4 separate regions of the Sus scrofa genome follow, and all the other regions are linked to region 3. A link is a contact called in public Hi-C and HiChIP or PLAC-seq data. All regions are on one chromosome and are shown on one strand. The core of a region is the stretch at or near the end of the contact, and the rest is flanking DNA. Distances in the headings are between cores, read along the strand shown.

What was found. Hi-C and Micro-C count contacts between places; a contact is called where the count stands out from the background. HiChIP or PLAC-seq counts read pairs in DNA pulled down with a chosen protein or histone mark.
Region 1: a contact with region 3 is called in an H3K27ac HiChIP or PLAC-seq map of alveolar macrophages. The contact joins the promoter of NCOA7 here to the promoter of HDDC2 in region 3. A contact is called at or near these places in 3 of 5 promoter capture datasets (fetal liver, fetal skeletal muscle and liver), 2 of 47 Hi-C or Micro-C datasets (liver and psoas muscle) and 2 of 2 datasets of contacts at active chromatin or transcription factors (alveolar macrophages and skeletal muscle).
Region 2: a contact with region 3 is called in a Hi-C map of subcutaneous adipose tissue, with 6 times the contacts expected there. The contact joins the promoter of HEY2 here to the promoter of HDDC2 in region 3. A contact is called at or near these places in 19 of 47 Hi-C or Micro-C datasets (adipocytes, adipose tissue, alveolar macrophages and 11 more) and 2 of 2 datasets of contacts at active chromatin or transcription factors (alveolar macrophages and skeletal muscle).
Region 4: a Hi-C map of skeletal muscle shows a contact between it and region 3, with 4 times the contacts expected there. The contact joins the enhancer-like site here to the promoter of HDDC2 in region 3. A contact is called at or near these places in 4 of 47 Hi-C or Micro-C datasets (embryonic fibroblasts, fetal skeletal muscle and skeletal muscle) and 1 of 2 datasets of contacts at active chromatin or transcription factors (alveolar macrophages).

Annotation. Positions count from the first base shown.
Region 1 is chr1:37,193,204-37,199,597 of Sscrofa11.1, forward strand. It overlaps NCOA7 (nuclear receptor coactivator 7), which reads right to left and starts at 1,510. Exons shown (of 16, transcript XM_021088655.1): 1 at 1,083-1,510. LOC110260188 (a long non-coding RNA gene) reads right to left here. Exons shown (of 2, transcript XR_002343030.1): 2 at 6,233-6,394.
Region 2 is chr1:37,227,367-37,233,706 of Sscrofa11.1, forward strand. HEY2 (hes related family bHLH transcription factor with YRPW motif 2) reads right to left here and starts at 3,955. Exons shown (of 5, transcript NM_001243329.1): 1 at 3,728-3,955; 2 at 1,723-1,801; 3 at 1,511-1,594. The coding sequence starts at 3,810. LOC110260189 (a long non-coding RNA gene) reads left to right here and starts at 4,299. Exons shown (of 5, transcript XR_002343031.1): 1 at 4,299-4,641.
Region 3 is chr1:37,637,471-37,643,656 of Sscrofa11.1, forward strand. HDDC2 (HD domain-containing protein 2) reads left to right here and starts at 3,158. Exons shown (of 6, transcript XM_021088683.1): 1 at 3,158-3,310; 2 at 4,666-4,787. The coding sequence starts at 3,224.
Region 4 is chr1:37,966,793-37,973,427 of Sscrofa11.1, forward strand. No RefSeq gene overlaps it. Among named protein-coding and RNA genes, the nearest start is that of RNF217, 58 kb to the left of the region's middle. Within about 2 kb of position 2,814, at least 24 of the 83 cell types and tissues checked have an H3K27ac peak or open chromatin away from gene starts, as enhancers often do. A contact at or near this core is called in alveolar macrophages, fetal skeletal muscle and skeletal muscle, where this site is marked.

The DNA of each region.
Region 1 (6,394 bases), core at 260-2,759, 450 kb before region 3:
AAATACGGTGACACATTTCCACCTGAGCTGCTGAAAATCAAACGCTCCCCCCAACCCCCAATAACCCACAAACCAACTCGTCCTCCCCACCCTCGCCCGCAGCGCGCACCCCACCGGGCCCAGGAGGTGGGCGGGGAAGGGTCAAGCTCTCCTTCGCCACCGCTCGGCCTCCGGAGCTCCAGAAGAGGTGGTCAGGTATCCAGGGGCTGTGCCCAGCGCCATTAGCACACCTCCGAGAGCCGCACCGAGCCCCGGCAGGAGGCAAGTTTGACGGGTCCTGGCCCCAGCCCCCCGCCCCTCCCCAGCGGCAGCATCAGCCGCGGGCGGCGGCGAGGGCTGGTCCCCTCCTCACCTACCTACCTACAGGGCGGCTGCGCCGGCTCCTCGGGTCCCGGAGAAGGGGATCCAGTGCACGCATTTCTGGGAGCCGTGGCCTCTGCCGCTGGGCGCGGGGGAGCGCATCCTCCAGGGTGGGTGGAAGGAGGGGTCGGGGGAGGACCGTGTGGTGACGAGGAGCTAGGGCAGGAGGGAGGAACGCCCAGGCGCGCGCCCCGGGGGACCAGCGTCCGGAGCTGCTGGACGCTGCCGCCGCCGGGACTCCTCAGGCCTCTTCCCAAGAGCGGCGCCTGGCCAACCCTGCAGATGCGCCACCGGTCAGGACATCGGCCACGACTGACTCCCTGGCCGGCCGGAGGCGGAGAGCTGCGGGTGGCGCGACGCGGTGCAGACGCCCGCCTCTAGCTCCGCCCGGCCGGTGCCACGCTCTGCGCCCCTCCGCTGCGGCGGGCGCCGGGGAGCTCCGCGGACCCGCTTGGCAGCTCGGGCTGCAGCTGCAGCATCCTCTCCGCCCCGGCGACCTCCGAGCTGGGAGGCTGGGCACCCCCCGCCACCCCCCACCCGCCCCGGCGGCTGCAGCCTCCGCTAAGCCGGCGCAGCCTCAGCCCGGGCCGGGCGGCTCCGCCCCGGAGAGCTGCGCGCGCGGCCTCCGCAGGCCTCGGCCCTTTGTGACGCCTCCCGGGAGCGAGCTCGTTCCGCTCAGGCGGCCGGACTTGGGGCGGCGGATCCTGAGAGGGTCTTCTTACCTCGCCCCGGACCGCACCCCGTGCCGCTAACAGGCAGTAGCCTTCACTCTTCGTGGAGATTAAGCTTTGAGAGCAGAGCTGGAGTTAGAGGGTCTCCCCGAGCTTTAAAGCCTTGAGTTTCCTTCCAACTCGGGGATCACTGGTCACAATAAATTCATCCTGTCTTTTCTGGCGTTGTGTTTTGCAAAGGGGCCCAACATCTCCTCCCCCTTCCCGCTCCTGTCCTCTGTACAGCATCCCGGATGCTGTCAAATTGCAACCATTACAGCAAATTGAGCCCTCCAGGCCAACTCTTGGCAGAGACCCGAGAGAGCCTGGGCTGGGAAGATTTGCATCAGCAACGGGGCAGTGCCTGTTAGCTTCCCATCCCCATTTGGGAGCCGTTCCCTCTACAGTCCCGTGACCAGCACTGCAAGATGATTAGGAGGATTTGGCCATGAGGTTTACCCTCACACACAGAAAAAAAAAAAAAAAAAAAAAAAAAAAAAACACTTCATGGTGGAGCCTGCAGCTGGTCTGATAACATTGGTGTGTCAGAGGCCAAACACCCAGGCACACTAGATAGCGGCCTCCTCTGGCTAGTTGATGCTGCTTATGCTCTAAGAGCCTCCCCAGGAAGGCGGAGTGAAGCGTTTAACAGTGATGGCTTTGGGATTTCAGTTGCAAGTGGTCAAGTTATACTATCTTGCAAAATATGGAATAATCGCCCAATTCTGCACTAAGCATGTATAAAACTGGACCTCGGGCTTACATCTTTTTGGTTTGAATGTGAAGAATTGGGTATTTTTCTTTTTTTCCTTTAGGTATTATGTTAATTGTAAATTATTTTCCAAGGGATATTAGGCTCCTAAAATATAAAGAGCTGATTTCATTGAATCAAAAGAACATGGTTTGGGATCTCCAGAGAAACTGGGCCACTTTCTTTGATGATTCTGAAATCTAAGATTAAATTTTTAAAAAACAGCAAAGAAAAGACAAGTTCTATAGCAGCACAAACTGTGATAAAATCACTAAGACTTCTGGAGATGCATTCTTTTAAATAAAGTGGACATCAGGTGGGGAGCAGGGTAGGAGCTGCATTGTGTATGTGGGTCAGGAAATAGGGCACAGGACTTGACCATTTCCAGGGACTCTGATTGGATCTAGAACCCCAGTTTATTTTCAAAAGATACCTATTATTATTCATGATATTTTGCCCCGTATTCAGAACATGACTATAAGAAGGTATATGTATATATATGATGAATAAGTGACAGAATGAAGTCAATGAGAACTTGGCAGTTGTTTACTCTAAAAACATTTGAAGGAGTTCCCATCCTGACTCAGTGGAAATGAATATGACCAGCATCCATGAGGACACAGGTTCGATCCCTGGCCTCACTCAGTGGGTTAAGGATCTGGCATTGTCACAAGCTGTGATGTAGGTTGCAGATGCAGCTTGGATCCGGCATTGCTGCGGCTGTGTCCTAGGCCAGCGGCTACAGTTCCAATCTGACCCCTAGCCCAGGAATTTCCATAAGTGTAGGGTGCAGCCCTAAAAAGACAAAAAAAACAAAAGCAAAATAAAAAAACAAAAAACATTTATAAAGAGGTCTGCTGTAGAGTGCAGTTTCTGCAGGAAATGCCCATTTAGTTGCAATTCTTAACCATTTTCATCCCTTCATCACACCTTATTGTTTTTCTCTCTATGGATTCCATATTTTGTCAAGAAATAATTAAGCAGTGATCTTTTTTATTAGGCAAAGCTATAACTATGTATTTAAAGTAGAAGCCATCATTGCCACAGCTGTGGTGGAGGTCCCAGCTACAGCTTAGATTTGATCCCTTGCCCAGGAACTTCCATATGCTGTGGGTATGGCCAAAAAACAAAGAAAAAAAGCAGTAGCCAGCAATTATAAAAGATTGTCAGCCTTTCAAAAAACACTGCTTGTAATTTATAGATCCTCTTTATTATCTCCATGAACTCCTCTAGACGGCAGGCTGTATCATATGCTTATTATAAGGTTTTATTACAGTGAAAGTCCTGGTATAATGAGGATTTCAGCTCTTTAGTTTAAAGGTGAGAAAATTCCCCCTTAAAGACTGTTCATTCTTTGTCATTAACTCAGCATTTACTGATCTCCCTAAGCCTTGTCTTCACAGAGAATCAGAAGAAATAAAACCATTCCTTATCCTCTAGATCCATGCGATCCAATACAGTACCCACCAGCCACATGTGGCCATTGAAATTTAAATTAAATTTAAAATGTAGCTTTTCATTCCACTATCCATATATCAAGTGCTAAAGAGCCACACATGGCTAGAGACCACTCACTGGACAGCACAGAATAAAATATTTCCATTATTGCAGCAAATTCTTCTGGACAGCACTGTTCTAAATAGAAGGTGAAATTTTAATTGGGAGATAAGATATAGTATATAAAGTTACTTGGGAAATCTTAGTATGCTCCAGACCAAACCTCATTAGAACGTACTTTTTAAGAACAGGGTAAGCTCTAAAACTTCAGGCTCTGGCTTCAGTCACATCACATGCTGACCTTGGGTACATTATTTAACCTCTGTAAAATTATTTAACCTCTGTAAAAAAAATATTTAATATCTGTAAAAGGGGGATGATAATAGTAACAAATTTCAGGATGGATATAAGGATTACATGAGATAATCCACGAATGATGCTTAGGCTAAAGTCTAGAACATGACCTTCAAGAAAAGTTAGGTATTTTTTGGAGTTCCTGTCATGGCTCAGTGGTTAACAAATCTGACTAGGAATCATGAGGTTGTGGGCTCGATCCCTGGCCTTGCTCAGTGGGTTAAGGATCCAGCATTGGCCTGAGCTGTGGTGTAGGTTGCAGATGCAGCTCGGATCTGGTATTGCTGTGGCTCTGGCACAGTCTGGCAGCTGTAGCTCTGATTTGACCCCTAGCCTGGGAACCTCCACATGCTGCGGGAGTGGCCCTAGAAAAGGCAAAAAAACAAAAAATAAACAAATAAATAAAAAGGAGGAGGAGTCTGCCAGAGCATACTGAGAAAGTAATATATAGGAACAGATTGCTGTCCAGGTACACATATTAGTGACTGGAACTTGTGACTGATTATTTAGAATAAGCCCAATAAATTTGCCCTTTTCTTTTATGCACACCTAATTAAAAAGTTTCTACCGTTGGACAGTTTCTGCTGTCTTATTTCTGCTAGAAATAGTCTATTTAAATAGCTTGAGAATAGCTTGCATTTTACATATATATATAATTTTTCTTTATCTTTTTTGGGGGGCCACACTTGCGGCATATACAGTAAGTTCCTAGGCAAGGGGTTGAATCAGAGCTGCAGTTGCCAGCCTACACCACAGCCACGACAACACCAGATCTGAGCCGCATTTTGACCTACACCAGAACTCACGGCAACACAGTATACTCAACCCTCTAAGTGTGGCCAGGGATAGAACCTGCATCCTCCTGGATACTAGTCGGGTTTGTGACTGCTGAGCCACAGCAGGAACTCCAAGAATGGATATATATTTTTTATACTTTCTGAAAAACATATTTAAATAATCTAATGCTAAGATATAATTTAAAATTCTGAAGTGAGGGAGTTCCTGTTGTAGTGAAGCAGAAAAGAATCCAACTAGTATCCATGATGACATGGGTTGGATCCCTGGCCTTGCTCAGTGGGTTGGGGATCCAGCGTTGTTGTGGCTGTGATGTAGGCCAGCAGCTGCAGGTCTGATTTGACCCCTAGTGTGGGAACTTCCATATACTGCAAGTGGGGCCCTAAAAAGAAAAAAAAATCTGAAGTGGATCCCTAAACTCAAAGTGACATTAAGTGGTAATTTTTGCTTGTATTTATCGGGTAAAAGAAATTTACAGTGCTACAAGCAGAAAAGGAGTTTGTCTAAGGACATAATTAGAGATTCACAAAAAGTTGTTAAAAATGTACTGGGAAGTCCCAGGTTTCCCTCCAGTTATATGCCAGTGATAACATCTTGTACAACTACAGTACAATAGCAAAACCAGAACACTGACATGGGTATGACCTTTAGAGCTCAGTGAGATTTCACCAGCTTTACACATACTTTTGCTTGCTTGTGAGTGTGTGTGATTTTTATGCAATTTTATCATCTGTATAGATTCTTCTACTTACACCACAATAACGTACAGGACCGTTCTATCCCTCCCACAGAGGTACCACACATACCCTTTCACAGTGACCTCCATCCTCCTCCCCACCACATCTCTAATTCCTGTCAATCACTAATCTATTCCCATCTCTATAATTTCAAAAATTCTATATAAATGAGATCATACAATTTATCATCTTTTGGATGGACTTTTTTTTTTTTTCCACTCAGCATAATTCCCTTGGGATCCATCCAAGTTGTTATGTGTATCAATAGTATGTTTCTTTCTTGATAAATCTTCCACGGTACAGGGGTACTACAGTTTAACCATTCACCCACTGAAGGATGTTTGAGCTGATTCTAGTTTTAGGCTATTATGAATGAGGCTGCTGTAAATATTCATGTGCAGATTTTATGTGAACATAAGTTTTCATTTCTCTGGTATAAGTGCCTAAGGGTACAATTGATGAGTCATATATTAAATGCATACTGAGCTTTATAAGAAACTGCCAAACTATTTTCCAGAGTGGCTGTACCATTTTACATTCCTATCAACAGAGTATGCATAATAAATGATGTTTTGGAACTTATTAAATTGAATTATAGTCAAAAGTTTCTTTTACTATTCACCACTCTACAAACTGTAATTGCTTGTTTACTTGAATCCTGCCAGACTAAGCTTCAAGTTCAGGCATCCTGTACCTAACATAGTGACTTACATATAATAGATAGTCAATAAATGTTTGTTCAGTGAATGAACAAATTAATGAATAGAAGAATAGCTGAGTCAAGTTAAAATCAAATTGAAAAATTAAACTGTTGAAAAATTAAAACTATACCTGAATTTGAATTAGATGCCGTGATTTTTCTCCCAATACATAACATTCTTAAGTCAGAAACTGGCACTCTATAAAGTAAGTTAGTTGTGTGGCAATTAATAAAAACTAAATGACAAATTATATTGGGCCAAGATTATTCATTGTAATACTTTGGAAATAGCAAAAAAAAAAAAAAAAGAGAGAATAATCTAAATGACTAATGATGTAAAATTGCTTTAATAGAATGGAATACTACATAGTTATCCAAACAATAAGAAACCTCTATATGTAAAGAATAGACATCTTTTAAAAGAAATTAATTTTTAAAAAGTTACAGAACAGTATGTTGAGTATGCCCCACCTTGTGTAAAATTTTTAAA
Region 2 (6,340 bases), core at 2,705-5,204, 410 kb before region 3:
TTTTAATTTTTTTTTTTTTTTGAAAAGGAAACTGAAGTTTATTTCAGGTTCCTATGCTTTCCTTTTTTTGTGAAAATTTCCAGCACCCAGTACCTGGTGAGGGTGCCAGAGTTATTTAAAGTGCTCGAAAGAACAGTCTTCTAATCATATTGTGACAGGGCCAGCTCGCTAGGGTTGGTCGCCAAGCTCAGCAAATGGGAAAGCCTGTGTTTATGGTAACAAACTGCCAAACAACTGAGGTTTGCTTTTAAGGTTTGTTTTAAGTTGACATTTTAAGAGAAAAAAAAAAATCTAACAAACCAAGGAAAAAAAAAAAATCACCAAACTGTTTCTCACAACTGTTGATGCTTCAGTACTCAAAGTAAAAATATCATTGATTACTGATATTTTTATCTTTAGTCTGTTGTCATGAGAAATGCTAGTAATCAAAACCGCAATTTGCATGTTACATTTAGCTTATCAAAGACAATTTCAGTATATAGAAGGGGTGCCTTTTCTCCCTTCGAAATCGATAGCATATGGCATCTTGTACTTGCCTCAATGTTCAGTTTTTCCATGAAGATGTACAGTAGTTTCAGCAAAAGTGAGTAATAATAAAACTGCAGTTTCTGGATAATTTCCAAGGGCTTTGTAGGGTTTGCTTTATAGTGTTTGCGGTTCATGAAGTAAACAACAAATTGGAATAAACAAACAACTGCTGTCGTATACCCTATTTGAATTTAATTGAAAGCATTTTCAAAAGGGTATGATGTCACAGTCTTTGAAAGATGCTCTTAGAAATCTGACCATCAGCCCTTGAGGCAGGAGGAAAAACACAATTTTTCCAAAATGATAAAGGAAGATTTAAACATCTGGCTTCCCACCTAAGTGTGCAAAATCTTTCTTTCTTTTTCTTTTTTTTGTAAAGACATACTTGAATTCCGAAAAGGGAAATGTATAGCTAGCTTGATTTTTACAAAATTTGCACAAAGCTGCCTCAAATCAAACATCATTCTATTAACCCAAGGATTAAAAACGAAACTAAGTAGTTCAGTAAACAAATTTTGTTAGTATTATTACTTAGAAAATAGAGATAGAGATATCACTTCGTTGGCTTTGGTTTTTTTTTTTTAGACAAAAAGCTTACTTTTTCTTTTAACAGTTTGAGACAAAAATGAAACTTCACATATGATATCTTTTTTTTTTTTTTTTTTAAATAAGTACTACATACAGCTCGGTTTTTTAAACAAAACCACTACTGGTATTCATAGAAAGAACAGAGAAAGCATGAACATGTTACCCTTAAGGGGGAAATAAGCTAGAGAATGGAAATGTTTTTCAACTTCATGATGGATTATGTTTTTAATAGTTTTGCCACAACAAAGCATTTTATTGAAATAGCTGCTCTGTGCCAGATCAGGGCACATACACCATTATTTTAATGAGCTTTAACAAGAACCCACATTCCCAGATGAGAGAATCAGATTTTTTCAGCTCTTTGGTGGGGTGGTCAGGGGTGGGGGCAGCTTACTTGTTTTTCAAAAGCGGTTGGCACCAGTCGTCTCAACTCAGATAAACTGTTATTTATCCGATCTCGACGCCTTTTCTCTATTATCTATTCCCCGAAAAGCAAAACAACAACAAAACTTTGTGAATACACATGTGATAAAATTACTCATAATGGAAAAATACAACTGCTACACATTAGGCTAGATTAAATGAAATAAAAAAAAAATCACATACCCCTCTCCTTTTCTTTCTTGCCATAATCTGAGATGTCGTTGTTGGAGAATTCGATCTAATCACAGAGCTAGTACTTTGCCTATGAAATAAGAAAAGTCTGTCAGGTGCTGCGTTGACAGTTGTTTCTTTTGGGGGCTTGATGGCATGCATTAAACATTCAGATTAGTTTAGGTCAGTTTTTTTTTTATTCTTGGTCAGTGTTTTTTTATTCTTCATTCTTGCTCTTAACAGACTTTGCTTTCAACCCTTTTATCTCTTTTCAGGTAGGAATCATGCCTTTTTTCCTTTCAATTTTAATGAGTAATCCAGATGCCAAATCCACTGGCAACAATGTCCCTAAACTTTTATTAAGTCTCCCAGTGAAATAATTATTGGCAGTCGGGGTGAGAAATTAGGCATTAGCACTTTCTAGTTTCCCTCATAAATGTTTCTTAAAAGTCAAATAATCTCTAATAGCATCCCTCCTCCTCCATCTGGGCAGACCCACTGAACAAAGCAAAGCTATTTTAAAATAAAGGCCATGTTCAGCACCACTATCAAACAGATATACAGTCATCCCATGTCAATGTGTTGTCCCTAGATGCAATCTTTAAAATAAACAGAAGTTACCCTACTATTTCAAAACTTCAATTAGTCATACAGGAGAAAAAAATGACAAATTCAATGTTTTCTATACTAATCTTTCAAAAGAATGCCCCCAAATTAAATACGCCACTGATAGAAAAAGTAAATTAGATGAACTACTAGGTGAAAGTTTTACTTTGAAAATAAAACTCTGAGTATTTCTCAGCCTTCAATCTAAGCTTAAACCTTTCAGAGTTGTAGTCCATCTTGAGCGTGCTAATGAAAAATATTTTATATTGCAAGTTCAGTCAAATCACTACCTTGTCACTTTTAATTTTTACAATCCTTTCTAGCTTGTATCTGCTTCTCTTCATAATTCATGGATACTGCTTCTTCATGTTCTCAAATTCTCCAGGTTCCTGTTATTCTCTTTCATTTTAGAAATGTTGCACACACCAGGTTCTTATTACCTCACCTTCTCACTTCTGGATCTTATTTCTGAATTAACTGTTCCCTTCATTCCCACCCCTTCTCAACTGGTGTCACCTTTCACATGACATCTTTTGTTTTTCAGATCTCATTTTTTAAGATGACACAACACTTTAATGATTAGAAGATACTTTGCAAACAACGTTTCATGTAAGTGTCTTTGCTTCTGCTGATTCCAGACTAAAGTTTGTACATATTAAAATAATAATATTGAAAGAAAACTAGTTTTCCAAAGGTGGAAAGAATTTTGCTCTTTGAGTGACAGCTGCAGATAAATAATTAAGGTGCTTCTGGGGATGCCAATTAGAAGCAATTATCATCTGACCCGCCTCCGCACTAAAACGCCTCCGTAACCTCTGTCACTGGAAAGTGGAGGTCTGGCTTTCCTGATCACGACCCCGATCTTTTTCCAGACTTAAGAACAAGCAAAGATGATGCCCGAAACGATCCTTCCATCTGTCACCCACTCTCCCGTCAGCCAAGTCACAGAGGATCAACCTGGAAATCTCAACCTACTTATCCTTAACATAGCAACTTGCTTTAATTTCTCCAAAAAGCAAGCCATCTTTCGGTCCCTTTTTTAAAAAAATCAATTTTAAAAATCTTCGTCTGGCTTATTTTGAAAATGTTTCTAAAGACAATTTCGGTGTCTCCCGGACGTGCCAGTCCGCGCGCCCAACGCTGACAGCCGAGGACCCTCCTTCGCCAACTCCTGCACTCTTTCGGCCGCGTCCAGAGTCCTCTCCGCCCCACCCCTACAGTGAAAACCCAAATGCCTCGCCCCACCCCAACGCGCGCTCCGCGAGCGCCCACCACTCAGTCTTTCCGGCAAAAGCTTCCCCCCTCGGCTAGGACTGGGCGGAGAGGAACCTCGGGATTTCCAAGGAGCCGCTCGTACATGAAACTCCCGGACGCCTTGGGCTCCAGACAGCTCCGCCGAGCCCGCGCTCACCCCGAGTAATTGTTTTCGCTCCCCACGTCGATAGTCTCGTCCATGTCGCTCTCAGAGGTGGTCTCCTCGCAAGGGCGCTTCATTGCGGCCCAGACCGCGCGGAGCGCAGCCCGGCCAAAACTAGGGACGCCGAGGTGGATGCAGCGTCCTCCCGGTCTGCCTGCCTCCTCCCTGGAACCGGCGACAGCGCGGTCCCGCGGCGGCGCGCTCGGCTCCTCGCCGCTCTTTCCCACGCCGCAGCCCAGCGCGGCCGCAAGAGCCGGCGCCAGCCACGCCTCCCCGCGCGGGCGGGGGCCCCTCTCCCGCCTCCGCGCGCAGGCCCCCGTGGCCGGGTCTGGCACCGCCTCCTTGAGGGTCGGCGTGGCCCGCGATTGGCTTGAGCGGAGGGGCGGGGCCGCGCTCGCCAATGCCCGCCTCGGACCTGGGACGGAGGCGTGGGAACGCGTTCGCGCATCTGGGCCCAGAGAGCTGAGCGCGGGCTGGGAGAGGCCGCGGCGGGCGTGAGCGCGAAGTTGCTAACTCTAGATAGGGAAGCGCGCGGACGTGGGCGCGGGCGCGGGCGCGGAGGGAAGGGGGCGGGCCGGGTGGGGCGGGCTCTGGACCGCAGGTTTTGGCGCTCCTTCGCACCGGGCTCTCTGCGGCCGAAGTTTCAGGCGTATGCTAATAACCCCCGGCGCGTGGCTGAGTGTGAGCGAGCGTGTGGGACGTCGGGAGGCGTCGTGGATTAACTGAACCGCCACACTCGGCTGTCCCTTGTCTGGACCAAAACTGCTGACTGACCCTGGCGGTCACATTTGCCCTCTGGGGTTTTTGAAAACCTTAAATCAAAGTTACTTTTCTCCCTGGCAACTCCCAAGGCTACTTCCGCGGCCTCTGGGCTGTGAACTGATAAGGACGTGAGTTTTCCCGACCAGGTACTTAACCGCTGGCGGTCGGAGGGTCTGAGAGACCGGCCACCAGGCGATTTTCGATTTGCTCTGAATCAGTTCTTTCCATTTAACCACTGGGGCTGTGGATGATAGATCCCGCTGAGTAGACTGTGGGCTGGAGTTTTGTCTACTCTGGAGGCAGAAAGGACTAGAGCAGTGATGCGGGTATTTCAGGACAGTTTTAGTAGTTCTTCAAGTTCGAGTCTTCCGGGCTTGGATTATCCAGATAATTGTAGTTCTCCACACCCCTGGGTTTGTGTAGTCGCAGCGGTAGAGTTAATTAGAATCCCGGAGTGAAAAAAAAATCGCGCTTGAAAAATTCGTGTCCAGTTTTTAGTGCATTGGACAGTGTGCGTTGTATAAAACTCTAGATGTGCTTTTAAAACATGTTTTTAAGCTGTTCTTTCTCTCCATGCTGAGTTTTGGGGGTTTTTGTTTTTGTTTTGAACCGCCTACGCCGCTGTATCTCTGTGAGGGCAGCCCGGGTCGGTTTGCCAGCCCGGGCGCCGCGGTAGCGGTCTGCGCTCACCGGCTTGGTCGCGGTCGAGCCCGAGACTCCACTCTTTGCCCTGGGACAGCTCTGTGCTTAGTGCGGAAAACCGTCAGAGAGAGGCGTCTATCAATATTCACCACGACCCCACGCCACAGACGATTCTTATTTTATTGGGGATCTGCTTAGGGCGTCCTTCTGACATTACATTCTCTCCCCGGACAAGAGCGGCGCAGGGCGGAGAGAAGAGGAAGGACTTAAATACACCGGTCCGGGCGGGGGTGGGCCAGGGGAGAGCGGGAAGGACCTGTAGCCCGCGTGTTAAGCCCTTGTTAAACCACAAAACCCCTTCCCCACACGCCCTCGCCTCTTTTGTGTTGTTCCCACCGCGGCGCCTGCAATAACAGTGTGAACAGAAACCCGAACCGTTTCATCCTGACTTCTGAAACTTAACACCGGGCCAAGCACACAGTCGGCGGGGCCGGGCGGGGCCTAGTGGGACTGGACTGGGTCAGCTCCGGGCTGCGGGGGGAGGTGACCCCCCAGCTCTGCCGTGGGCCTTGGGGCAGGTGTCCGGCCCGAGCAGGTCTCCAGGCCTTTGCCTCACTGCAGCCCGGGCTACCAGAGCCTGCTGCGCAGAGCTGAGCGGGTTCGCGCCACATCGGCTGCGACATCCCCCGGCGCCGATCGGCTCCCGGTTCATAGCCCGGAGAGGGATGTGCCCGACGCGCGCAAATTGCGGGTCCCACCTCTGCGGAGGATGCGCAGGAGGCTAGTCCCCTCGGGCCACGGGGGACACGTCGCTTCAGGCCTGGCGCGAGCTCAGCTTTCGTAACTTTCCTCAAAAAGTTTCCTCAAAGGCGGCGCATTTTTCTGAATGCCTACAGGTGCAGTTAACCTTGGCCACTGGCGATTCCAGACGCCTGGGGTAAATTCTAAGATCTTCACCGGAAAGGAAAAAAAAAAAAAAAAAAAAAAAAAAGTCGAGTTCTTTCTCACTGTACTAGTGTATTTAATTCAATACTTGCGGGAAAAAATTGCGAAGAGGGAAATGGTTTGCTTGCAATAAAGTAGCAACTGGTTAAAAATTTTCCATATTTGTCTTTTAAGACTTAACCACCGTACCATGTAATAAAGAAAAAGATGGCAGGGACGTCCGAAAAGCACACACGGATTTAATATAGCTTAGAGAAT
Region 3 (6,186 bases), core at 1,908-4,407:
GTAATGAAGAGCTCAAAGGAAATCAGGGCACTGTTAGCACAAGAAGCGGACAAGGTCACTCAGTAGGAAACCTAACAGATTGCACTGTGCATTCACCCCCTAGCTTACAATACTATTACTTCGCACCCATCTGTAGAATGTTCCTCTTTATATCTTTCTGCAAATCAAACATCTTCACTTTTCTTATTCTACTGGACCTTTTTCTTGGTTTACTTTTGCTTTCCTCCAGGGAATCTGGCTGCTTTGTCTTTTTTCCCCCTTTCTTGAGCACTACCTGCCACCATAAAAATAGCTCTCAGTCCATCATCCTAACCATTTTTATTACATGCCTCACGGTCCTTGGCATCCATTTGGTACTTAGTTGTATTTAATCCTGATACTGTCCCACTCTTCAAAACAACTATTTTACGCCATCTTCTCTCTTCTTAACCCTCCAATGCCTCCTCCTCCATTCACAAACATGCCGTCTCCCTCTCTTCTCAGGATGGTAAGATCGCATTTCACAGGCCTTCTCCTTTGAGGTTAGACGTGGCAGTGCTGCTTACTGTGGCAAATGATATGCAGAATAAGGGTCTTATATAACTTCAGGGACAGGCTTTAAGAGGCAAGATGCCACTCTTGCTGCCTTCAGTCTCAGCAACAGAGGCGCACAGAGAGCCAAGTAGCTCCCTGGATGAGGTTGGAATAGCATTGTCGAGCTGACCAACAATAGATACTTAGCATGAGAAAGAAATAAATCTTTGATGTGTTAAATCCCTCAGATACAGAGGTTGCACGTTATTACAACATAACCCAGTCTAGACCTTGCTTCCTATGTCAGTGAGAAAATAGAAGCAATTAGAAGACAACTCTTTAATCTCCCATGAACACAACTTTATATGGTCATAAATAATATTATATATGGCCATTAATTAGTCATCATATATTCCCCCTTCCTCCTATGTTACAGATGAATGCTCCATATGTCTAAGGCCAATCTTTCATCTTGGTCCCTAGATTGTACCCTCTTCATTTCAGCATTTTTCTCCTTTGTCTCTTACATCATCAATTTTTCCCTCTCTACTAGCTCACCTCCGTCAGTAAATAAAAATACTATATTACCTCCTGCCTTAAAAAAAACAAAAAACAAAAAGGAGTTCCCATCATGGCTCAGTGGTTAACAAATCTGACTAGAAACCATGAGGTTGCGGGTTCCATCCCTGGCCTTGCTCAGTGGATTAAGGATCCGGCGTTGCTGTGAGCTGTGGTGTAGGTTGCAGATGCGGCTTGGATCCCACATTGCTGTGGCTCTGGTATAGGCTGGTGGCTACGGCTCCGATTAGAGCCCTAGCCTGGGAAACTCCATATGTGGCAAGTGTTGCACTAGAAATGCCAAAAAGACAAAAATAAAAAGTAAATAAATAAATAAAAACCCCTCAGAGTTCCTGTTGTGGCTCAGTGGTAATGAAACCAACTAGTATTCATGAGGATGCAGGTTCAATCCCTGGTCTTGGCCAGTGGGCTAAGGATCTGGCATTGCCCAGAGCTGTGGTGTAGGTTGCAGACACAGCTCAGATCCCACGTGGCTGTGGCTGTGGCATAGGCCAGCAGATGCAGCTCCAATTCGACCTTAACTTCCATATATCTTTCCTAAAAAGACCAACAACAACAACAACAAAACAAACAAACAACCTCTCCTGTACTAGTCCCATTCATTTTAAATGAGTTGCAATATTTACTCCTGTTCTCTCTAGAACCATCTCCAGGTAGGATTCTGCTTGCCCAACAGACTGAATCTGTTCTTATCAAGGTCAGCAGTGACACTGAATTTGCTTGGTCCTTATATAACATTGACTTTGTTGATCACACTCCTTTCTTGAAATATTTTCACTTGGCCTTTGAGACACAACTATCTCTTAGTCCCCTACCAACATCACTGGCTACTTCTTCCTGGTCTCCCAAACTCTAAATGTTGTCTGGCCTGACAGCTAAGGCTGCAGACATCTTCTTCCTCATCCACTTTCTCACAAGGTGGTCTCATCCAGTTTCTTGGTTTTACAAACCATCTCATACACTGATGACACAAAATTGTTACATTTTCCTTGACCTCCACATTTATATCTAATAGGTATCTCAACATGGCCTAAACTAAACTTCTGATTCCTACCCACAACCTATTCTTCCTGCAGTTTTCCCCAGCTGAGTAAGTATCAACTCCATCCTTTCAGCTGGTCAGGCCAAAATGTGTGGAGTCATCCTTCACTCTTCTCTTACCCTTATACCCCATGTTCGATCTGTCACAAATCTTGTTAGTCCTACCTTCAAATTATACTCTCAGTTCAACATCTCACCACCACCACTAGACCACCCTGGACCAAATCAAAATTATCTCCCCGAAGAATTCCTCTAATAGACTCATAATGTGTTTCCCTACTTCCTTCCTCCCTATATCATCCCTTTTCAGTGTTACCCTCTCTCCCTGTCCTTCAGTACGCAGGCCCACTAAGCGCCTTTAAAAGCTGGTGCCCTTGGTTGTTGATGGAATTAACACGGATGGTTGAGACAGGCCCTGACCAACTTTTGGGGTAGCGATTCTTCAGCACTTAAGTGTTAGGGAGGTTGTGAGTTCATCATGGGGTTGGTGTCACTCTCTATCCGATTTATGGTTATCTCCAAAGACCTCTGGCTGTGGCGAGCCCCCAACTCCTCCCAGTACTTTTGTGACGCCTAATTAATGTTTTCCTCCCAAAGTACTTTTCCTGTGACTCTTAAAATGTTTATAGATTAAATGCCTTGAAGCAGAGTTCCTTATCTCTCACCCCAGTCAAACAAGGAGTTGCCAAAAGGCAAGCTTTTGGTGCATTTTGGCATAACGCTTCCCCCGCCCCCGCCACACTCCTCCATCCCCTCTGCCCCTCCCCAAAGAACTGCAATCCCTTTAAAAGTTTTATGGAGTTGAGCAGAGCTAGGAAACAAGTAAAGTACACCTAGATGCTCACGTACAATGTCTGCCATGGATGGTGCAATGCCCAGCGGCAGCCCCCAAGGCCAGGAACGGAGAGGACTGGATACAAGGGTCACGGAAAACCAGAGGGAGGAAAGCAAGGTGGAAGCAAAGGCAGAGAAGGAAGGGGGCGGGGCGGGGGCGGGGCGGGGAGGAGCTTCAGAGGGAGGGGCTTCGGTGGGTGGAGCTTCAAGCGGCTACCATCGCAGCCGGCTCCAACCTGTCGGGATTGGAGGCCGCATGGCTTCTGCTTCCTCCGCTGCGGCCCTTTCGGGCCGCGGGGCCCGGAACCTGTTGCAGTTCCTGCGGCTGGTGGGGCAGCTCAAGGTGAGCGAACGCCGGGAGGATGGTCTGGGGCTCGGATCGCAGCCGTGCGGGGAGAGGCAGGGGCGGGCCTTGGGACAACCAGACTCCCCTCCCCGCCTGGCGCGGCGCCTGCCACTTTCCTCCGTTTTCCCCGCCTCTGGGAGTCGGCAGAGGGAGCCCCTCGAGCTGGATGCGGTCGTGCGTCTGGTTGGGGGGCGAAGGAAGCGAGTCCAAGGAGCTGGCGCGGCCGGGTTGCTGGGGCCCACCCCGGGCTGGCGGGAGTTTGAACCGCGCTGTGCCCTGCGTCGGCCTGGTGCTCGGACTGGGCCGGCCCAGGAGGCCTTTCGAGAGGTTTCTGGAGGGGAGCCGGCGCGGTGATGTGCGGGTACCTCGGTCCTGGCCCCTGTTTGCCCCGAGTACGTTTGGGGCTCAGCGACCCCACAACTGGGCGAGTGGGAAGAACGGGACCCACTGGTCTTGCAGAATTTAAGTGGAATGCCTAAAACCTGTCACACAACCACAGAAATAACAAGACTTTTTCCTCCTTCCTTCCTCCCTCCCTCCCTCTCTTTCTTCCTTCTTCCTTCCGGCGCCTGCTGGCACGTGGAAGTTCCCGGGGCCAGGGGTCGAACCCACGCCACAAGAGCTTTTTTTTTCGTTTGTTTTTAAGCAGAGGATTTTAAGTAGTACACACTAGAGTTACATCACAGGGGTCCTCCCCACCCCCCACGTCCCGCCACAGCCAGTTAATGATTTTGCCGAACTTCTCCAAGTTCAAAGCGTTTTGTTTCATGCTACTATTACTATAGCTTACAAAATTCTTTAGAAATATAAACTCCTGAGGAGAAAATACAGTCTCACAGGATCATATTGGGAGCTGAGCGAAAGGAAGCGTCATGACTGGCGGAAGCAGTTAGAAATACCTTATTCTTTCTGCTTCAGAATTTGGAAGTCTGTCACTTGTTCAAAATCTGAGCTTTCACTGCAGTGTTTTCTACTTGTGTCCAATGGTTGTCTGAAGCAAAACTTAACCAATTCTTGTAGTTTGAAAAAATAAGATACTTTACAGTTTTGTTTTTATGTCTAAGGACTTGTGTATATTCTGTACTTCAGTGCATCCCTAACACAAAATAACTCGACTGTTGGACTTCTGTGTTATACTTGTGAATTATTCTTTCTTCTCTCTCTCTTTATCATTCTCTGACCTCACTGGTTTGTTTAATTCCAGATGTTAATCATTTAGGTCAGTTAAGCATGTTTTGATATGTGCTGAAACCATGACCCTGCCTCTGTGCCCTAGTCCCTGGACTTCTACTGAAGAGCATGGCAGGTGGTTAAAATACCGATTTTTATGAATTTCTTTCTGTTTTTGTCAGAGGGTCCCACGGACTGGCTGGGTATACAGAAATGTCCAGAAGCCAGAGAGTGTATCAGATCACATGTACAGGATGGCAGTTATGGCTCTGGTGACCAAAGATGAACATCTTAACAAAGACCGGTAAGCTGTGAACTTTGGTGCTGTTAGGGTCTGTGAGTATGCATGACTCTTCATGACTAAGACCTGTGTCCAATGTCCAGTTCTTATAGGCTAGTTTATATGTTTAAAAAAAAAATTATTTGAGTCAAACCACAAATGATACAGTTTCAAGATGTAGGAAGGGGAGCTTTATGCTGATTGCTTCATTTGCTGTAAACTGCACTCTGTATTTTCTCTTGGCAAGTGAAAGAGCCTGCCTTGGTCTCAAGGAAACATAAGTGTGATATAAGGGTTTCCTGGGCCTTGAAGGTAAGTGTCTTATATCTAAAAGAGTATTTGTACACTATATACTTTTTTTTTCCTTTCTTTCTTTCTTTCAGGGCCATACCCGTGGCATATGGATGTTCCCAGGTTAGGGGTCCAATCAGAGCTACAGCTGCTGGCCTACACCACAGGCATAGCCACACAGGATCCAAGCCGCATCTGTGACTTACATCACAGCTCATGGCAACACTGGATCCTTTACCCACTGAGCGAGGCCAAGGGATTGAACCTGCAACCTCATGGTTCCTAGTCAGATTCATTTCTGCTGCATCACGATGGGAACTCCATACGCTATATACTTTTATCCAGCCCCTTTTTGAATAGTAGCACTTCTTGGTGAAGTGACTTTGGAGTGGCATGTACAGGAAAGAGCTGAGAAAGAGATAGCCTCTTCCCCTTCATTCAGTCAACACGTGGTTAAAATGCTTTTTTGAGCATTGGTCAAAGTTTCCTGGCAATACAATATAAGATAGTAAATAAAATCCAGATTTATACGGGCCCAAAGTGGCTTCTACACAAAGCACACAATAAAGTATGTTAGAAAGTTACTCTAACAGGAGTGGTCACCTCTTCTTGGGTGATCTTGGTGGGGTAGGGGGCAGAATCTGAGGTAACCTCTAAAGGGTTCATCAGGTAGCGAAGTAGAAGGCACAGCATTTAAAGAGAAGGGTGTAGAAACCAAAGTTCTGATGGTAGGAAAGTAAAGGTATACTTTGAAAATGGTAAGTAAATCAATTTGGTTGCAGCAAAGTTTCCTGAGGCATTTCAGGGTCCTGTTATTCTATAGATGGTGTAGAACTTAGAAGATTTTTTTTGTAAATAGTACAAGATGAACATGGTGTCAAGTGCAGATGAACTTAAGGATAATCTGAGATTTGAACTAGATTAGAGAGCAAGTGCAGACAGGGCCACGTATGCATGTATGAGGCCTTGTTCTCCCGTGGAGATAGGGGGACATAACGGTGGCCCTCCAGGGCATTTATCTCTTGAGCTGCTTTTATTGTTTTGATGATGTTGATCCTAATCACTAAACATTATCACTAATAAATATAGTCATTTGTTGAATAACCAACATGTTTCCAGGAAGATAAATTAT
Region 4 (6,635 bases), core at 1,564-4,063, 330 kb after region 3:
CTATTAATGCCAAATGATCTTAATCTGAAAATAATTTTTCTTCTAGTGCCATTTGGATATATTCTAAATTTGTGATTTCTAAAGGCTATTCTAAAGGACATATACTTTGTAGAATATTAATAAGTATTATGTTTTTTAAAGTCTCATTGTCGATTTTAGGAACATTCAGTTAAAAAAGAATGAAAGTGCTTTCTCTGCTATTGTTTTTAACAGTAGCTGATGCATTATAAATCTACAAGAGATGTATGTGGTATAGAATAGTTTTTTTTTTTTTTTTTTTGTCTTTTTGCCATTTCTTTGGGCCGCTCCCGCGGCATATGGAGCTTCCCAGGCTAGGGGTCTAATCGGAGCTGTAGCCACCAGCCTACGCCAGAGCCACAGCAACGCGGGATCCGAGCCGCATCTGCGACCTACACCACAGCTCACGTCAACGCCGGATCCTTAACCCACTGAGCCATGGCAGGGACCGAACCCGCAACCTCATGGTTCCTAGTCGGATTCGTTAACCACTGCGCCACGACGGGAACTCCTAGTGTAGGATAGTTTTAAATTTTCTTTACAACAGAACTCTCTTGCTCTCTCTTGCTGTCTTTGATTGTGAATTGATGTCTCAGTCCATTCAGCTGTTATAACTAAACACCACAGACTAGGTGGTTTATAAACAACAGAAATTTATTTCTTACTGCTTTGGAGGCTGAGAAGCCTAGGATTAAGGTGCCAACATGGTTGTGTTCTGGTGAGGGATCACTTCCTGCCTCAAAGCTGGTAACTTTTCGCTGCATCTTGACATAGTACAAGGACTAGGGATCTCTCTGGAGCCTCTTTTATAAGGGCACTAATCACATTCATGAGAGCTTCATCTCCTAGTCCCCACCTAATTTGGGGGGATTAGAATTGTAACATATGAATTTAAGAGAACACAAACATTCAGACCATAGCACTTAAGCATCAGAGAAGGTTGTCTCTTACACTGGTGTTCCTCCGGATATTGTAGAGACAGTTACTCATCTGTCTTCCCCTGATTTAAAAGAAAAAAGAAAAGCAAAAGATGTAAGCAGGCTGACATGACTTGATGCTGTGAGATTTATTCTTGGTTTTACTTGCAAAATGAGAATTGTATATTTGGTGTTTATACACGTTTGCTGGAGACAAAATGTTTCATCTGTTATAATACATGGTGCCATGTAGTTATAGGGAACTAAATTCTTCTAAAGCTCTTTAGAACAGCTTTTCCCAGGGGGTGTTTCATTTAACAGATCTCTCTCTCATATCTATCTATCTAGCAATTGATCGATCGATTGATCGATCTATCTACAGCATTTTATACATTTACACACACACACACACACGCACACACATATATGAGAGTGAGAATATTTGCCTACTGAAGCGGTGAACAACTCAGCAATTGTAAGGATATTTGAGTTAGAGAAATACCAAGAACACTTCAAGTAGGCAGGGATGGCTGAGCTCTTCAGGCCACTGCTTAAAGGATTTAAATGACACTGATGTGGAAGTATTAAATGTTTTAAGTTAGAGTAAAAAGTGAGAATGAGAGAGTGAATCATCTGCATAAGAAGGCAAATGATCTATCTAGTTCCATGAATTTTATTTATTTCTGTTTTGGTGTGGAAAAACATTTTGGCACATTTTGCTTAAACTAAATGCCCACGTCTGTGTTAACTGAAGACTTCCTACTTTCACAATGAATAAAAGCAAGGTGGGAATGAGAATGGAGAGAAAGTGTTTTTAACAATAAATTACCCTGGGCTTGATATAAAGCCTAAATCTTTTAAGGAGTGAAATTTATTTTAAGCAATGATAAGATGGAAATACCAGTGTATTACAATGGAAGTAGGGTGTTTGCCCAAAAGAACAGTATGAAACAAAATGCCATGAAACAAAAGCAACCAAGTTAAGAACCAAATTATAGAATAATGCTTGTCTCTCTTACAAAATTTTTTCTGATCCAATTTCATATGACAATATGTATTTTCTATTTTTGGCTGTTTGGGGAGAAGGGGTCTGGTCTTTTTTCTTCCTTGAAAGAACCTGACAGGAAATGATTCTTGCCACTAACTTGCCACTAAGTCGAAGGAGGCGTATTTACATAGTTCCTCGTGATGCGACCAGGAAATCCTGTTGTAGAAAAGAGTTGCAGAAAAAGGAAGAAAAAAAAAATGTAGCCTGCTTATGTTTTCTTAAACTTCCCCTGCACTGCCCCCGCCCCCAGAGCCATTTAAAATAAAGTCTCACTTAAAAAAAACCCCATAGATGTCAGCATCAAAGATCATACTTCTGGGTCGTCTGCTTGTCTCTTGTTGATGAAAACCTAAGGTAAAGACTTCAGGTGCATCTTCCCTCATTCCTAGGTCTGTCCTGTCTCCTCAGAGACAGTTGAATCACCATGTGCAGGAGAAGACATTCCAGCTTTGCAGGTTTCTAATCTCCTGTTTGACATGCCATCAGGTCTCCCGCTGACGTCTGTGAGCTGTGCCTCAAAGACAGAAAGGATCGGGCTCTGTGATCTCTCTTCTGAATGACAGCGACGCTGCCTGCCAGGAGGGGGCTGTCACTTCAGATTCCACAGCAACTTGAGCAGCTGCAGCTGCTGCCTGAGGGAAAACCAGATGCACCAATATTTTGAATGTGCTGTCAGGTTTGCTAGGAATGTACAGACTTGTTGCAGTTGTTTTGCAGGATTCTGGTATTTGAAATCTGTCACAAAGCCAATTCCAATTGAGGTAATAATATGATAACTCTGAGACTAGGCGCCATGTACTAAATTTTACTTGAGGGTTCACACGTTCTTACCGACAAGTTCTACGAACCCCATGTTATAAATAGGGAAAGTCCCCAGCACGTCTCAGGACACATCGTAAATCAGTTCTATAATTGGTAATGTGGTGTCATATCTATTCTCCAGGAACTTTCAACCATTCTTGTACTATGTATAATGTATTCTTTTATCCTGGAAAGGATGGGGGCCGTTTATTTCCACCTGGGAGTGAAGAATTATCAAGTTAAAATCAAGGGCTCTAAACAAATTTTATTTGGAATGAAGCATTATTATTGTAATTCAGAGACAGAATTTATATTTTATATATTCGTGTGTGATCATTATTGGATATTCAAATGGCACTCTTTCTCAAATTCCCATTCTTTGTCAAGAAGGCAGACTTTGTACTCTTCTGATCAGATTTTCTCTTTCTATAGCCGTTTTCCCCAATTTGCTCTTTTTGTCACTTTAGAAAGTGTGAGCATGCCAATTTAAGATTATCTCACAGAGTTCACAGTTTTAAAAGCCGTATTTCTTCCTTGATCTTCCTTGACTATCTTGATTCTCAACCTAAAATGAAAATTTGATCCTTTTGGAACTTAATTGAATGCTTTGATCATTAGGGATTTTCACTAGGCAAAAAGCACAAGCAGGAGAGGCTAACATCTTAATGTGATGAACTTCCACTGCAGAAGATTATACCTCTGAGGAAGAAGACATGCCCTATTGCACAAGCAGGGCTGTGGTTTGCCTTGTTTATTCTGTGTCTCTGGCATATAGAACAGTGCTTGGCATAAAGTAATGATGATATACTGTTTATTGAAGGAAAGCATGAATGAATGAATAAGCAATTGAATAAATCAAAGACTCTCAGGAGGAGCCTTTGATGTTGTTATGGGGAGAAAAAAGGAAGAAGACTGCAAAAACTCTTCTAACATTTCTTCTCCTTGCCTTTAATAACATAAATGTATATTGGATGCAGTAGAGGGGCTAAGAGAAGGTCTCTGCCCTCAAGCCATCTTCATAGCAGCTACTGATTCCAGTGGCAGCTTTCAGGTCCTCAGTCCTTCTAATGTCCAAGATATACACTGTAACCAAGTAAATGTTCCTGTATGCTGTTCCCAAGATTTAGAAAACAGGAACTTTGTGGTTTGCATCATCATTTTTTTGAGGCTTCCTTCAGCTCTAATTCCTTCCACATATTTAGTGTTCTATTAGTATTATTGTTGAACTGAACTTTTAAATTTCAAAAGCATATCTTAAAGACAGTTTCATATTTCCAGATAATAAATAGCTTTTTCATTACTTTTTGCTAAATAGAGATGCTTAGAGCATTCCAAAAAGTTTCTTAATCACTGAACTTCTTTGGCATGGACATTCATCATGTTCCCCCCACTTGCATACTTACTTTGTCTCTCTACATACTTGCCTTGTGTCTTTTTCTGACTTTCAGTTTTCTCCTGTATAAATTGTGGATAATATTTACCTTTTGAAGAGTTAATAATATTCAAGACACCCCATATAAAAACACTGAAAATTTCTGCATATTTTAAGTATTCTTCTCAAAATTGCCAATTAGCAGCATCAGATAGGATTATTAATATGGTCCTTAGGTGACACAGACATTAGCAATGAATAATACCTTGACTATATTCTCAAGTAGCCACAGATCCAGCAGTTAAGTAAATGAATCATAATGCAACTGGATGATAATAAGTGAAAAAAGTACTTAGGAACATGGTGATTAACTTCATCATGGATACACCGGGAAGATTTTATATAGAGAATGGAATTTTGATTTCAGTCTTGATGAATGACTGTAAGTGTACCAAGCCAAGAGAATTAAGAGGGTCATTTTAGGCTGTAGATGTTCATAAAATAGAAGTTCAGAGGGACCAGAACCTTCAGTGCGGGTTCAGCCAGAGTGGAGGTGGGAGGGAGGTGGTGAAGAAGTAGGGAAAGTTTGTTGAGACAGATGTGAAGGAACTTGTAAGGGAAGCCAAGGAATTCGATTTAATTTTTTGTAATTAAATCGATGTTTTGGAAAATTAACTCAGAAGTAGTGTGAATGATAGCATAGTTAAAAAAGGTTAAAAGGATAGAGTCTAGAGCTAGACGGCTTGAGTTAAAATCTTGCCTCTGCTGTTTACTAGTTTATGACATTAGGGAAAGTCACTGCAACTCGATGCCTCAGCTTTCCTGGATGTAAAATGGGGATAGTGGAAATATATACTTCATAAGTGATTGGGAGGTCCAAGGGAGTTAACCTATGATTAGAATAGGGCCTGGCACAGAATAAATGTTGTAATCAAGTGCTGGTTAAGTACCATTATAGTACTATTTTAAGTACTATAAAATAGAAAGTGTGTATTATGGAGGCAAAATCCAGATGGGAGGTAGCTGAGGATCAGGTCCTAGATTTAGACAATCATTTCTGTGGATTGCCTAATGCAGAAGGAAATTTTCTCTAATCCAAAATAAAGAGAAATCCAAATAAAACAACAACGTTTCTTGAAACATAGGTGAGCTTGGAACCATCAGCGATTGGGAACAAATACACAAAGTCACAATGTAGTATGTAAACCAGATCTAGGTCCTATCGCTGGGGACTGGGCCCAGCAAAAGGTGAAGAAGCCAGGCTTCAAGACATATGCACACAGAGAGCTGAAATTAAGCTATCTATGTAAAGCTAGAACCATTGAAGAGTTGCTCAAGCTATGAAAAATGGAACCAGAGAACTGGCCTGAGGGATGTGACAAGAACATTTTTAGTCTATAGAGTTCCATAGATGGAAAAAGTGACATGTGCAGAACAAATAAGGATGTTCCTAATGAATATTACCTACAATGTATGGAGGTTTTAGATCAATAAAGTGAACGTAAAAGTGTTCATGAACAACCCCCCCATGTGCTATATAAGAAACACAGTTCAGATTCAATTCTGTAAGTAGTTTGAGAATAAAAATATAGAAATATACCATGCCAATATTAACTTTTTTAAAAGGGGGTTCTATTCATATCTATAAGGTACACTTAAGAGCAATAAAAATTGCTACAGAAAAGGAGGGACATTACATAATGATGAAAGGACAAACTCACCAAGAAGACATAACAAACCTAATTGGGTACATACCAAACAACATAAAGAAAAAAAATAGATAGAGCTGAAAAAGAAAGTAGGTGAATTCAAAATTATATTTATCTAGGATATATATGCTCTGAATAATACAATCAACAACAGATCTAACTGACATATACAGAGCATTTATCTCAACAACAGTAGAATTCACTTTTTTAAAAAAGCCTCCATGGAAGAGTAGCCAAGATAGACCATACTTTGGGCTATAACACAACAAATTGAAATCATTTAGAGTATATTTTCTGGCCATAATTAAATCAAACTAGAGATCAATGATAGAAACAATAGGAATATTTATTAAACATGTAAATTAAACAACACATTTCCAAAAATCCACGGGCCAAAGAGCAAGTCTAGATAAAGCAACAACCACAAAAATAACAGAATGAGAATGAAAATACAGTGTATCAAAAGTCTGTGTAGGAAGTCATTAAAGCATTAAAGCAGAGAGAGAAATCTGGAGCATTAAAGGCTTACATAAGGAATGAAGAAAGTTTTCAAATCAATACTTTATGTTTCTACATCAAGAAACTAGAAGAAGAAAAGCAAAATAAATCCAAAGCAGCAGAAGAAATAAGATAATACAGAGCAGAAATCAATAAAATTGAAAACAGGAAACAATAGAAAAAACTAATGAAACAAAAAGCTGGTTTTTTAAAAACAAAAACAAATTGATAAACATCTAGAAAGACTGATAAAAAGAAAGAATGTGGGAGTT